Linked DNA regions of Arachis hypogaea: region 2 is linked to region 1. A link is a contact called in public Hi-C data. All regions are on one chromosome and are shown on one strand. Each heading gives the region's core, a stretch centred on a gene start, on an enhancer-like site or on the middle of the called end of the contact. The rest is flanking DNA. Distances are from core to core; before and after follow the strand shown. Region 1 has its middle 22 kb from the start of LOC112755994. Region 2 holds the start of LOC112755998 (mitochondrial adenine nucleotide transporter ADNT1-like).

Region 1 (4,291 bases), core at 130-2,629:
TTTTAAATAAAACTCAAATTCACGACGAACCAATTTTTAACTTGTCGAGTTGAGAAATATTATAAAAAATAAAAAAATAATTAATAATTAAACCTTCCCTTCACGGCTTCACATCATATATATAATCTTTCTTTTTATTATGTTTAGCAACAAAAATCTCCATTGCAAGGTTTACTTTCCAGTTTTGAACCTAAACAAACACTACGTTAGATATAATATTTTTAGTGTAAGCAGTTTCATAATATAATATTAAAAATTATATGACAAAAATTAGAATTTGACTTCTCTATCTTGACCTCTAAAACAAATTTCAACATAAAAAACACTATAGAAAAAGTTTTGGTGTCAATACTTTTTAACTAACAAAGTAGTCAATAATTGATAACTAACAAATTATCTAAAATTAAAAGAATTAAAACATAAAAAAATCAACTTAAAAAATATTTAAAAGAAAAATAAAACTAATTTAGAATATAAAATGTATAATTTAGAATTTAAAATTTAAAATTTTTTATTTAAAACTTAAGATGACGGACAATAATTAGCTGATAGTAGTGATAGGTAATGGTGGGTAAAATTGTAACGATGAGAAGAAAAAGAAAAAAGAAAAAAGAGATAAAAAAATAATTTTATAATTCAATTACTTATAATTCAAATAACTGTAGTATATGCGATAAATAATTCGATATTTTATTATTGTTATAAGTTTATGTGAAGAAAAAACATGATTACTATATATTTTTGTGATTGATAAAATTTTTGAAATATACATATAAGTTCATGAGTTATGTTAGAATTTAGGACGAGATTTAATATTTATGATATTTTATTTATTATTTTATTAAAAAAAATTTTTAAGAATTTAATTTAGAAATTATCTTATTAATTAGGGTTTTAGCTTATTTTTTATGAGTCCTTGTTATGCACAAATGTATGTGTCTTTTTTTTATTGGATTATGCTACGTATATATTAAAATTAGTCACCAGTTAGAATATAAATACACATTACGAAAATAAATTAAACTACATATATATAATATATTTATACACAAATACATTAATAATTGATTTTAGTGGCTAATTTTAATATACGAATAATATTTTTGTTTTTGGTTTGTTAAGCTTGCACAATTATATTTGATTAATAAAAAAATTTGAGTTTAAGTTCTAATCTTTATAAGCATTTTTTTTTTTTTAATTCTTGTTGATGTGTGATCGATATGAATTTTCATTAGTGATATCTTTAAATTTTTTAAGTGGAACTTTTTTTTTTAAGGTTTTGCCTCTTTTTAGAACAATCGGTATATTGTAGCTTTTTTTTTGGACGGTAGTACGTTGTATCTTATTTGCGACATTTAATATTATGTCCAGTGGATTCAAGTTTGGGCTTATCCATGGTGGCCCATTAAGTTTAAAAGAATTTCTCTAATTAAATAGATTGGTCTATCTTTACTAATCCACTTAAATAAGTATTAAAGGTTCAAATCTTGATTTATTGGCCAACAACAAATTTTTAAATAAAAATTTGAGATAAATTAATCATTGATCTTCTGAAATAGAAAATACCTAAAAAAAAATCTCCTCTAACAAATATTTATATATATTCTGATTGTAGTGGGATTTTTGGTAATTTTATTTCTTGTTTTAGGGTCTCTTTAGGACAAATAATAATAATAATAATAATAATAATAATAATAATAATAATAATAATAATAATAATAATAATAATAATAATTATATTATTATTATTATTATTATTATTATTATTATTATTATTAGCAGAAGAAGTGAACAAACAAAGTGTGACAAAAAATTTATGATCAAATTTTCTTATGAACTATGAAGTGTGAATATTTGTTTATAACTTTACATTAAGCAAACTTTCCTTCAGTATAATTTATTTTGCTGGAACTACTACCATATAATAATCATTCAACAAAGAAAGAAAAGTCAAGCAATAATGTTTTTTATATGTATGATATTTTTTTTTTTTTTACTAAAGATAGGAGACTCGAATCCGTAACCTCTTAATTGAGTATGGAAAGATTATGCCATTTGAGCTATAACTCATTGGCTATATGTATGATACTTGATACAATGAGGATAGTATATATTAATGGAATAAAAACTACTATCTTAGCAACCGAAAATAATTTATTATTAACAAAATATTTGAAGTAACAGATTTAGAAAACGAAAAAAGATTTAGCGGTGAGAGATTTAAATTAAGTCTTACATTTAAATTTTATTGTTTTATTTTTAAAGTCTTGCCTTTTTTCTAGAACCAAATATGTATGAATAATGTATTAATGTTTTCGTTTGATCTAGAGGTAATTTTAGAAATTTAATATTAATTATCACCACAATATTAATATTTATTATATTTTATTTGTTAATATTCAACTATGTCGTCTATTATATATATATATATATATTATTGTGTTAATTAATATTTTAAAATTAATTCTTTGTAAAAAATCATAATGTAATTTTTAAAATAATAGCCAAACATAATATATTCGAGTTAATTTTTTTTAACACACAACTAGGAATTTTATATGAATTATTTTAAAATTTATTATATATAAAAATTGAAAAAAAAATTGTTTAGTGCAAATTTAGTATTTTTTGTTCTTTAATTTTAAATATCTTTATTACATTACTAAAACTATCACTTTATCATAAAACTAATTTAGAGTATAAAATTTAAAATTTAAGATTTATAATTTAAAATTTATGGTGAGGGACAACTGGTGGCTGACATTAGTACTAGACTACCAGTGGTGGGTAAAATTGTAGTGCTGAAAATTAAAGAAGAAAAAAGAAAAAGAAAATAAAAGAATAATTTTTAAAAAATGTGGTTCTTATCTTTTTATTGCATTCTTTTTGTCAATCCAATACTGTTGACTAAATTGTTGGTTGAATGGTGGTTCTCTAATATTATTGTATTAATTTTTTTTTGGACACAAACTTTCATCTATACGTGTATATTCATCCACTCATCTTGTTCCTTTTTTCCTTTAATTTTGTTGATTGTATTATAGAATTAATATTTTTTAGTCGAATATAAACAATAATACTTTCTATGTTTAACTTTACAATCAAAGATGAGCTTAATTAATTTTATATGTATTTTAACTGTAACAAAATTAACATTTAATTGTTATTCTTCCTAAAAGAAAGTTATTAACAGCACATTATTATCAATAATATTATTTGTACATACTCAAAAAAGAATCGAAATTAATAAATATGTAATTGGAATGAATTGAATTGGATTTGTTGGACTCATCTAGGATGTGCATGGTTCGGGTAAAATTGGGTTTGATGTGACCCAGACCCGATCCGAAATATATATCGGGCATATTTGTTAGATCCGAACCCGGCCATAAACTCGATGAAATCTATACACGTTCGGGTCACGATTATACCGGGTAAAAACTGGGTGAAAACCGGACCGTCTACATTATCTTGATACCTTCTTATAAGTTAGCATGTGAAAATATCCAAATTTTCAAGACTCCAACCATTGTTTGACATGGTAAAATTTACTTAGAAAAATATAACAAAAACCAACTCTTCTCTAAAATTAAAGCATAACCATAATCAATACTAATATTGTCTAATAACACCAAATATTTAAATCAATATAAATAACACAATATTATACATTAGTCTAAAATCTTATGCATTTTAAACATAAAACATTAACTTATAGTCTTATAATAACTAATAACACAAAATATTAAGGTTTACAATACTTAAATTTCACATAAGAATAACCATCATCCATCACTAATAACACAAAATATTAATTGTGTATGATGACCGAGCCACCGGACCGACTTCGGGTGACCCGAGCCATGGCCCGAACCCGACCTAAAATAATGGCCGGGTCTATTTTTGAGACTCTTACCCGACTCTAGACCCGGTGAAATTACACCAAAATAACCGCTAAAGTGTTCGAGTATGAGTCGGGTCTTCGGATTGGGCCGGACCATGCACACCCCCTAGACTCATCCAATAGCTGGACTCGATCTCTTACATTTACCTCAAGTTACTATTTATTGAGTTTCATTGAATTTTTTGTGGTAAATTATTTTTCAATTTTGGTTAGTTTATTGTTAAACTAAGACTACTAGGTTAGGGCATACCCATGGGCCATGGGCTACTAATTCTTACGTTATAATAAAAAAAAATATTAGAGTTTAAATCTCGTCTTATATGTAGTAATTTAATTTATTGGTCAACAACAAATTTTTAAATAGAGTTCAGATACACATTAGATTAG
Region 2 (4,277 bases), core at 139-2,638, 75 kb before region 1:
CTTTCTCCTGTTCTTTATGAAAAAGAGTGATACATCTAGACAGTGTTTAATAGACAGCGATAATCCTCATAGCATTGAAGAAAATGCTAGATGCAACATTCCTACATAAATGCAACAAAAATCTATTTGGAAGGTCGGTTGGGATGAGGAAGTAGCGATGGAGAGAATGGTTACAACCAAAAATTTAGTAGTAAGAAACTAAGAATCTTAAAGCGAACTACCTGCAGCAGAATCTTTAATCTCTCCAAAGGAGCCACAGCTGTTCGCGACCTATTAAAGAAAGTAAATAACTAAATATACTTAAATGCTTCCCCTTAGCATAATTCAAGATCAAAATTAATCTCATGTATGTGCATCATGAGTTGAAAATATGCTCCATCTATGTCAAGGGAAAAAAATAAAAGGCGCTATATCTATTTATTAGCCTGTTTCATAATGTTTATGAGAAATACTAGTAACCTTACTGACATTTTTATTTTTTAATATTAACACATTCACATGTCCAGTAGATCTTTCCAGCTACTATGTTCCCTTTAAGATGTAAATCCACTTTATAAATAAACTAGTTTGCAAATCAAGGTTTCCCTTCATTATTCCTTTCACATGCTTGAAGCGGAATATTTCAGAAGCATTTGATAGCAAGGAATACGTAAAGGAATTTATCTTTCCTAGATATTAAGCGACTTATGTATGTCTCACGTACATTATCTTCTAATAATCAATACAGTACTTTCTCTGGCATTTCTAATGGAACTTTACTGACCCGAACTTGAAATACAGAAAGGAAGGAAATAATGCACTGAAAGGGCTCAGCAAGATTTCATTACAATGAATATTCTCCAATAAACACGGAAGTCATTCAGAAACCACTAAATAGCACAGACAATTCAGATTTCAATGTAAGGCTTAGTCCTAGCAAAAGATTACGACAAGCGATTTCATGATCTCTAAGATTCAAAGCAAGAGCAACATAAGCACAATAACGACAGTTGAATTCAAGAAAACAGCAAATTCGAGACCAAAACCAGCTCAAAATCACTACGAATATAAAAAATATCGCAAAATCAGAAGAAAAAGAATCAGAACAATAAAAGAGAACAGAAACATATATAAAAGAAAGAAAGAAGCAAAAAATAAAGTGGAAAGGAAGTGACACTCACACTCCACCTGCGATTCCACCAGCGGCAAGAGAGTTGCAGATGCTGAGAAGAGTATGATGATCGGCAAGCTTCGAAGAGTCGGCGGTCTTCGGAAGCGAATCTTGCGACGCCATTGAAGGTAGAACCCTAAGAATGACGTACGGAGAGAGATGAACTCCGAGGGCTATGGTGAGCGAGGTAGCGTTTGAAAAGAAAGGGTATAACAGAATGAGAATGAGAAGAAATGAAATATTTGTGTGCTTGTTCGCGGACTTTCCTTTTGAAAAGGGGCTGTTATATGCGCGCGCGTCTGGGTCATAACTCATAAGTCATAACTTGCGACTTGTGAGCATAATTGTCAAAACCGAATGGGCGATCGAGCTGATGAGGTTACTGAATTACTGGTTCAATCGATGAATTATTGGTCGAACCGATTAATTCAGTATAATTAAATAATTATATAAAATTTAATTATTTTTTATTATAAATATTTTTATTTTATTTTTATAAAAATAATTATTATTTTTAAATTTTAATATTTTATTAATTAATTTATATTTATTGTATTATTATATTATTATAAGTAAAAACTTACATACAGTTAATTTTTATGTGAAGTTGATATTTAAAAACAGTTAGATAATTTGACAAGTTTAACTAAATATCATCTAACAATTTTCAACTATCAACTTCATATCTGCATGTGAGTCTTTACCTATTATTATATACTACAAATATTTATTGAAAAAATAATATTAATAGAATAATAGATATCATATAATCATGAAAGAAAAAATAAATTATGATTAATAATTTTTTTTATCTTTTTAATATATATATATATATATATATATATTAATAAAATTTATATTTAAATAAAATATAATTGATTTAAAAATTAATGACTTTAAAATTAAAATTAATTAAATATAAGTAAATAGAAAATTGCTATATGTATTATAATTTGGATATGTATTAGTCAAAAGCAATGTAGCTTGGTGGTCAGATTGTCCTTCATGCAACCCTGGAGAGAGGAGTTTGAATCTTATGTGAACCATTTTGAAAAATTTTCAACCGATTCGGTTCGGTCCGATTTTCACCGGATTTGGCTAGTTTTAGCCGGTTCGTTATGAGTTCAACCGGTTCATTTCAATTCTCTGCCTTGAACGGTCCTAACCTCGGACCGGACCGGTGCAAAGTTTGGTTTATCGATTTTCTTGTTGAACCGGCCAGTCCGGTCCGGTTTTTTCAACTATGATCCTATATACCTAAACATAAAGCGAATTATTATAACTCAATGCACCCAAACCATATATCCATTAATATTGAACTTGCTATGATAACTCAAATTTATATTCTTAAACACAATTTAACATTTTCACTCCATTATATATTTCGTTGTTACTTCGAAGTATTGAATTAGTTTGAGTGACTTCTCATTTATTTTACACATAAAATAGTTCAATCAATATTTTGTCACCTATTTTATACTAATTTATTTTAGTGAATTTGTACTCTACTTGATAGTTTAACCTTTCTTTGAATCATACATTTTTGTTCTTTTTTTACTATTCACATCTACTTTACTATTCACATCATTATTTTTTTCTTTCATATTTAGTTACATGTGTCACTTAAATTCGTAAATTTTACCTGGTTTTTTTTGTGTGTACAATATCATTACTCATAATTTCAATTATCTATCATGATTTTCTTTCAGCCAATCATCTTAATTTAGGGCCGTCAAAATGGGCTAAATCCATCGGGCCAGCCCGTTTACCCGTTTAAATGGGCGGACTTTTCCTCTAAAATTAAGCCCGTTTAAATTTTGGGCTAAACGGGTTGAGCCCGATTAACCCGAAAAAATGACGGGCTAAACGGGCTAGCCCGCGGGCTAAATGGGTGGCCCGTTTAATTTTTTTTACATTTTTTTTAAAAAAGTAGCACTTTTAGCTAATATTTCTCCCGATTTGATCCGAAAATTCGACCCATCAACTAAAAAAAATATTCTTTTTTAATGGTTTTTGACCTAAAAGTGGTATTTTTTGTCAAAATATTTTTCAAAAAATAAAATAAAATGATAAACGAGCTGGCCCGTTTAACCCATCGGACTGACCATAAACGGTCCGGGTTAGAAAATTCTGGCCCGCGAATAAAGTGGACTTAAACGGGCTAGCCCGTTTAACCCGTGGGCTTAACGGGCCGGGCCTAAATGGGCCGGGCTAGCCTGTTTGACAGTCCTATCTTAATTGTACACCATGATTATCTTTATGTTCTTCTTCATTATTATTAATTTTTTTGTGAAAATCATGATGGTTATTCACATTATAAATATTGCCCTTCTTTAATTTGTTTTACTATACCAAAACAACTCTTTTTAGCACCATCATCAAATTAGCTTGATTATATTTTCTTTCATTATCTTTTTTTTTTTAAATAATAACTTCATCTTTCAACTTGCTAAAGGATATTAAAACTACCAACGAAAATCAAAATTACAGGATAAAAATCAGAATTTTAAAATTGTGGTCAATCTCACCAAACGATCCAAATTATTATAAAATACTTATACATATGTTAGTAACATAAAAACGTTTTCATAATGAATGATTTTTATTAAACTTACCATACCCGTGCGATGCACGGGACAATTTACTAGTATAACTGAAATAAAAGACAAAAGACATAAGATGCAGAATACAAAGAAATAAATTAAAAAAAAAAGATAAATAATAATTATTATTATAAAAAGAGAACAAGACTATTAGTTTATATTCCAACCGAAGGAAGCATTTATGATGCTTCTAACCTTAACGTGAGTTGCCCTTCTTTTTTTGGTCGGAACCTCATCCCAGTCTTAGCTGGGTTAATTTATAACGTTTGTCAAAATTATAATGTAGTCATGACCAAAACTATAATGTGTAACGTAGTTAAAATAAAATGTTGGGCTACTTTTATGAGTTTCACAAAATATGTTATTTTGTATTGTCCAATAATTATGGTTTTTATATACATAAAGATTTCTATTGGGCCTCGGCCCCGTTGGAAAAAATAACAATGTCCATGAAAAATATAATAAAGAAAAGAGAAAAATTTGGTGCACATATAAAATAATTTTATACATGTATTTAATTATAT

The links. Hi-C and Micro-C count contacts between places; a contact is called where the count stands out from the background.
Region 2: a contact with region 1 is called in a Hi-C map of leaf, with 2.8 times the contacts expected there. The contact joins the promoter of LOC112755998 here to the enhancer-like site in region 1. A contact is called at or near these places in 2 of 8 Hi-C or Micro-C datasets (both in leaf).

The regions. Positions count from the first base shown.
Region 1 is chr6:115,071,014-115,075,304 of arahy.Tifrunner.gnm2.J5K5, reverse strand. No RefSeq gene overlaps it. Among protein-coding and RNA genes, the nearest start is that of LOC112755994, 22 kb to the right of the region's middle. Within about 2 kb of position 1,379, at least 1 of the 3 cell types and tissues checked has open chromatin away from gene starts, as enhancers often do.
Region 2 is chr6:115,145,803-115,150,079 of arahy.Tifrunner.gnm2.J5K5, reverse strand. It overlaps LOC112755998 (mitochondrial adenine nucleotide transporter ADNT1-like), which reads right to left and starts at 1,388. Exons shown (of 8, transcript XM_025804374.3): 1 at 1,161-1,388; 2 at 222-270. The coding sequence starts at 1,273.